Linked DNA regions of Mus musculus: region 1 is linked to region 2. The links are chromatin contacts, called in public ChIA-PET maps. All regions are on one chromosome and are shown on one strand. Each heading gives the region's core, a stretch centred on a gene start, on an enhancer-like site or on the middle of the called end of the contact. The rest is flanking DNA. Distances are from core to core; before and after follow the strand shown. Region 1 overlaps Prkch (protein kinase C, eta). Region 2 overlaps Slc38a6 (solute carrier family 38, member 6).

Region 1 (3,203 bases), core at 158-2,657, 360 kb after region 2:
GGTTCTCTGAGAGAGAGAGAGAGAGAGAGAGAGAGAGAGAGAGAGAGAGAGAAAGAGAGAGAGAGAGCACAGGTGGGAGGAGGTATAGCTGAATGACCAGAAGAGAAGGTTTGGGTTCTAAGTGAGAACTGGCTCTCATCAGAAGTAGGGAGCAGTTGAGCTGTCACATTAGCAGGAGCTGCGTGGGTTGTCTGCAAGAGTCCTGTGGTGTGACTGAAGAAGCTGGTAGGGCAAAGAGCGAGAGCTGAAGCTTTGATGGTGGCTGGCACCTCACCAACTGCACACGGTGCTGTTTGGAGCTCTTGCCTTTTCAAAGGCTCTGAGTGGGGTAAAGGCCAGCACCTGTTTTGTTAGGGGTTGTGGAGCTATTGGCCCGGAGTCATTTTCCATGAGTATGTGATTATCTGGGGTGCACCTGAAGCCTTATGAGACACACACTAGGATGACAACTTTCGTTGGCTGTCTGGGACAGTCAAACTGTCTGTCAGCAAAAGGGACCAAATTCTAGCAAGGCGTAGTAACTCATGCCTCTAATTCCAGCACCAAGGGTCGATCTACATAGTGAGGCCCAGAGCAGCCTGGGGTAAGAAGAAAACCAGCACAAACAGCCCATCTCTCTGGCCCTGTGGCACCGTTTTTCATTCACCTGAAGCAGCAGCAAGCTTAAGTGAAGCAGCAGCTTTGCCTGAGGTGTTGCTTGCTACTGGTCTCAGGCTCTCACGGGGAGTGAGCCACTTCCGTTTTCCTGTATTTCCGGCTAGGGTACAGATCCACACATAGGGATCACCTGTAGCCCTCTGTTCCCGGGTGCCCCAGAGCAGCAGACCTGCAGTGACTTGACTCCTTCAACTTTTGGTTTTATTGCCACAGGGCTTTTCTAAAAGGCCTTTGTCGTTTGCATCTCTCTATACCAGTCGATTTCCCATGAAGCTAATGGAGCTTAAGCATCAGGGCCTCTCTCTGCTTCACGCGGTGTCCGTTTTCATAAAGAAAGCTTCCCAAAGGACAAACGCAATCCCCATAACGTCTAGGTTGTTCTGTGTCTCCAAAGACGGAGTGGCTCCATCGAAGAGACATTTATTGCACAAGGCTTCAGCCGGGCCTTCTGTCAGCAGGACCCACTTCAAGAAACATGATAGTAATTTATGTCTGCCGATTAAACCTGGGAGCTGTCATTGTCCCGGGAGCTTCACAGATAACAAGAAATGTAGCTTGCTTTGCTCCCTTCTCCAAATGTCATTAACCCTGACCTTCAAACACTTCAAAGTTTGCTATTTTTTTTCTTCCCTATAAAACAGTTAGAACCACAGCCCTACCGGATGTTCTTTGTGGGCTAGGAGTACCACCCAACCACAGCAGTACCCGGAAAGAAGGTGCATAAACCCTTCAGAAACCCATTTCCACCTTGTTTGAACAGTGACCAAGCTGCAGCCTGGAGACTGCTGCCTTTATTTAATGGCAAGAGGGAGTGCAGTCAGTTAGCATGATCCTTTGTTATCTAACCGCCCCGTGATGGTCTCTGTGATGAGCATCTTCATCTCTGTATCGTGTCTTGCTGCCAAGGCAACTGTTACGTGTGATTTAGATGAGTCTATCCTCTCGAGCCACGGTGAAGAGAGTCAAAATCTATTATTCGAAGCCTGCTATTCTTTCATGCTCTAGCATTTCTGCCTCTGCACTAATCAGAAGCAGGGAAAATGCCAGGACTTGTTCTAAATGCGAGTTTAATCTTGTGAGATCACACTGCCAGCTGCCCGTATCGTTCTTCTGTCACAGTCGTTAGGCTACCGATGTTCCCTGCAAGCACGTTTGTGAACCTGGATTCTCTTCTCTTCCCTCCAGTATGTAAGATGAATGTACATATTCGGTGTCAGGCGAACGTGGCCCCAAACTGCGGGGTGAATGCCGTGGAGCTTGCCAAGACCCTGGCAGGGATGGGTCTCCAACCCGGAAATATTTCTCCAACCTCGGTGAGCCCTTTGCCTCTGGCTGTGTATTGTAGGTTGCAAGTTATTCCGGTGCAATGAGCTCAAATGAGAGTCTAGGGGGACATAATCTCAGCAAATCCAGTGAACAAGTCTGCTGTGCTTTAAAAAAGGCATTTTATCTCCCCAACTAGAGTCTACACAGTTAGGGCTCAAAACAGTGAGCATGCATGTATATCATGAAGCAAGAGAACGGACTCACCCCCCACCTCCCCTTAAAATCAGCTTCCTATCAATCTGGTCTGGCAAGAATCTCAGAATCCAGATGCCTAGGGTACGCCCCTGGCTGGTGTCCAATCGGGACAGCTGGTCAGAAGCCACCGGCCTCTGCTTCCTTATCTCTAAATGGGGTTGAAGGTGCCAGTGCCTGGGGTTCTCCACTTCCCTAGACTGCAGCACGTGTCCAGGGTTGTGAGTTCATCTCCTGCTTTCTGCAGCAGACAGCTCCTTCCTCGGGACGCTTGGGAATGGGTGGAGTGGTTTTCTTGCCCTGGCTGTGTTTTGTCCTGCAACCTCCCCAAGTGACATCCAGCTGATGCTGTCCATCAGAGCCTTAGCTGCTGCTTCCTAGTTCTTAGTGTTGTCTTTCTGGCCCACATCCTTGGTTGGAGGCTGGGAAGCAGCCATGTCTGGATGGCTGTGAGATCTGGAGCCAGGCTATGTGACAGTCCCAGAATGGGCAGTGCCTCCTTCTCTGTAACATCAAGTGTCTTTAGTGTTATGGTATTCAATACTGGGGGAAACATCTACCTGCTGACAGCACATCATTAAAAAGATAGAATTATAAGTAATCAAAGAGAAAAGTGGGTTAAAAAAAAGATTAGGGGACTCTAGCTTTGAGGTTTTAGCTCTAACCAAGAGTGCAGGTTAAGGAAGTAAGATTCAAGCTGGGACCACTTTTCTGTCTTTGAAAAGTCTACAGTAGATTTGGAAGGAGAGCTATAAAAACTGCTGTGTTTTTAAATATAAGCCATTTTATTGTATTGTTAATGCCTGTTTTGTGGGGTTAAATATATAAGATCCTTGGAGGTTCAGGCTGTGGAGTAGTTGGCTTGTTTTCAGCATTGCTTGTAAGTCTCTCTAGGGCCTAAAGTCTAGACACATCCTTTTTAACCAGATACATCAAGAACTCCAGAATTCATCTTCTTAGAGTTGGGGAGCAGCTTGGTGGTACAGTGCTTGTCTGGCATGAGTGGAGCATGGGGTCCAGTCACAGCA
Region 2 (3,088 bases), core at 168-2,667:
TTCCTTTCTTCCTCTGCCCCTTTGTATGCTGGGATTTAGCCTGGAGCAAACATTTGCAGAGTAATTATGTGCCTGCAACAGGGCTACAATGGCAGTGTTGACACAGCCACAACTGGGGCTGCAGGAACAGGACGGCCACAATTAAGAGTCAAATCCTGAAGCATGCCCGTTGATGGTCCTGGGAAACAGCATCCCTCCAGCTGGAGTTCCCTAGCTCTGCACCCGATTCTGGCCAGCTTTCTCCACACTCACCAATAGCACGAACGTGAAAACCTGAAGAGGTGAAAGTGTGTGTTCATCAGGAGTACCAACAAGCACACTGAGAATTAAAGTCTCCCCCCACTTCTGCCTCTCTTCTGCTCTGTCTGCCACTGACGATAATAGATAATCTTTGCAGTTATTATTGAAAGTGTGCTTCCTCTTTGAGTTGCACTTTAAAAACAGAACCAGTGTACTGCTGGAGTTTTGAAAATTGACACAAGAGTCTTTGATGAGCAGGATTCCCCACTGATCAGATGTAAAGCACTCCTGTCATGCTGGGCCCTCCCCTCCGCCCAGTGACCATGTTAAAGGGTGACCCCATTCTCTCTGGGAAAATCGGAGCATCAAGGAAACTTCTGTTTGGCTTTATTGAAAGCATCAACTTGTGATGAATTTCACTACAGATCATCTAAGTGCTGGTTGCATTTACTTTTACAGGTAGTAATTAAAAAATGGGCCGTTCCTTGTCCTGTGACCTTAGATTGCATCAATGAAGTCTTTCAGGTAATAATTTTTAGCTTTTTTTTATTTTTAACCTTTCAACTAAAAAAAAGAAATTGAAGATAAATGATTATTTTCCTAGTTGGTGAAAGGTAATAGTTACGTAACAGTTTAGACCTTTTCTTTGAAGTAATTTGATTTGAAATTCTAGTAGTAATAAATTCATCATATTTGTTGATGTATTCTGACTTTTAATACCTATTGGTTTTTCTTTTCCCCTCAATACTCTTAAACAGATTTCAAACGCAACAGATGACTGTAAACCAAAGCTCTTTCATTTCTCCAAAGAGGTGTGTAAGTTATTAACAGATACTTTTGGTTGATTTTTCACATTTCAAGTTTTAAGAGATTTGTGTTACAGGGTCTCTTAGGTCTTTGTACCTGTAACTAATTAATTTTCATGAAAGTGCTAAGTATAGGATTGCCTACCAGAAGAATAATATTATTTAACACAGGGTGGCCCATTATGAAACAGCCACCTTTTTCTTTTCTTTCTTTTGGCATGCTTTTAAATGGAGCCTGTTTTAAATGGGCCTTTGCCTAAAAGAACAGATTTACCAAATGTCTGGTCTGGCCAGTAAGGTCCTCTGTGGATATGGCTTTCCTGTTGCGCTCTGGACTTGTAAAGCTAAATCGCCAATTACATCAAAAACTCCTCCCTGGTGAGTAGGACTTTGGTCTCTAGTTAAACAGCCTCATCAATGGGCCAGCATTTGAGTACTGCCAGTACCTTCTGAGCAGAACTCCAGGGAAATTTATGATGTTCACAGCAGAGACCAGAAACCCAAGTCCCATGCCCACTCTTAAGAGAGCTGTAGGCTCCGGAAAGTGCCTGGAAGAATCCCTGAGCACAAGCAGGCAAACAGGGGCTCCGGCTTTGCTCTCACGGAAAAGGCGGAGCCTTCCTGTTTCTGGGAGTCTCTTCCTCTCGACTTTGTTTTTCTGCTGAAATGTGGTTTTGCAGGCCCCAGACACCAGACTCTCCTCTCCTCGCTGCACAGCTTTGTTAGTATAGAATGTTAATGTGGGTTGTTCTCCGTGCAAAACTTTCCCTTTTATCTCCAGTTTATAACAAGAAGCGTCTTCCCAAGCCTTGTGAGGAGGTCACCACATCTCTCACACGGCGGAGACCTCCGTGGGCCTTAGATCAGGGCAGGGGAGTTGACAGGCCAGGAAACTGAGCAGCTTATGAAACAGAGAACGTGTCTTAAGCTCTCATTCCCCTAATACAGCTTCAAGAAACACAACGTCCTAGGTACGATATTCCAAAGTAGGCCTTCATCTGGAACTTCTTTTGGTGAAGAGCCCAACACTAGCTCAGGAGAAATATTTTTAGACCAGAAAAGAGAAAATAAATCATTACCATCCATTTGTTAAAGACAGTTCTTTAATGTAGAGGTAATAACGTTTGGCTTGCTAGTTTTCTCTGGCTCTTGTTAAGTATTCTAATAATAATTTTTAAAGAAACCTTAGGCTTATGTATTACATGAGATCCTAAGGAGTTTTTCAGGTCTAGAATTAATGATCTTGGTGCTCATTAAGAAAGATCTTGGTCATGGATTCTGGCAGTACAAAGATGTGGCTTCTATTTGGAGTACTTACTTGGATCGAGTAACTAAAAGCAGATTTGAAAGCATTAGCACTATTGCTGCTTGGGTAATGAGATGTATTTAAATCGTGCATACCTTAAGAACAACTGGAATTATAATAAAAATTATTTTAAATGTAGCTCTTTATATATTACCTAAATTAGTTTTATCTTATCCAAATAATGTAGAAAGTGATCATTGTAATAAAGCAACATGATTTGAGAGGCCAGCCAGAAAATGTGGTTAGAATCGGCAAGCCACCTAAGCTATAGTAGTTGCTGGCCACTGCAGATCCTCTTCTCTCCTCTCTCCCCTCTCTCTCTCTCTCTCTCTCTCTCTCTCTCTCTCTCTTTCTGTCTGTCGTATGAAGAGATCATTCACAAAAGATGGCACAGATTTGACTAAGTTGTTTTTTAGAAAGAGCTTTATTGTTGTGCTGGCAATGGCTCAGCTGTATGAGTGTCTTCGGCAAGCCTGACTCCTTAGTCACCCTCTGACCTCTGCAAGGGCTAACTAAATAACAATGTAATTAAAGCAAGAAGAACTGAGGTTATTATCAAATACAAATGATGTAACAGATAATAGTGTTTTGTTCTAATTTTTTTTCAGAGCGTTTACGCCATACCAACCATGGCTTTTTCCTTTCTCTGCCATACCTCAGTATTGCCCATATACTGTGAGCTTCAAAGGTACTGTGGAACGCTGTGGCCTTCAGATCAAGTCACATTCTCACTTAT

Evidence for each region. ChIA-PET counts read pairs in DNA pulled down with a chosen protein or histone mark.
Region 1: a contact with region 2 is called in an RNA polymerase II ChIA-PET map of memory CD8 T cells, with 5 read pairs. The contact joins two enhancer-like sites.

The regions. Positions count from the first base shown.
Region 1 is chr12:73,698,339-73,701,541 of GRCm38.p6, forward strand. It overlaps Prkch (protein kinase C, eta), which reads left to right. Exons shown (of 14, transcript NM_008856.4): 7 at 1,843-1,970. Among named protein-coding and RNA genes, the nearest start is that of Gm34189, 82 kb to the right of the region's middle. Within about 2 kb of position 1,408, at least 52 of the 459 cell types and tissues checked have an H3K27ac peak or open chromatin away from gene starts, as enhancers often do. A contact at or near this core is called in memory CD8 T cells, where this site is marked.
Region 2 is chr12:73,340,709-73,343,796 of GRCm38.p6, forward strand. Slc38a6 (solute carrier family 38, member 6) reads left to right here. Exons shown (of 16, transcript NM_001037717.3): 9 at 700-765; 10 at 999-1,052; 11 at 2,961-3,040. Among named protein-coding and RNA genes, the nearest start is that of Slc38a6, 55 kb to the left of the region's middle. Within about 2 kb of position 1,418, at least 67 of the 459 cell types and tissues checked have an H3K27ac peak or open chromatin away from gene starts, as enhancers often do. A contact at or near this core is called in memory CD8 T cells, where this site is marked.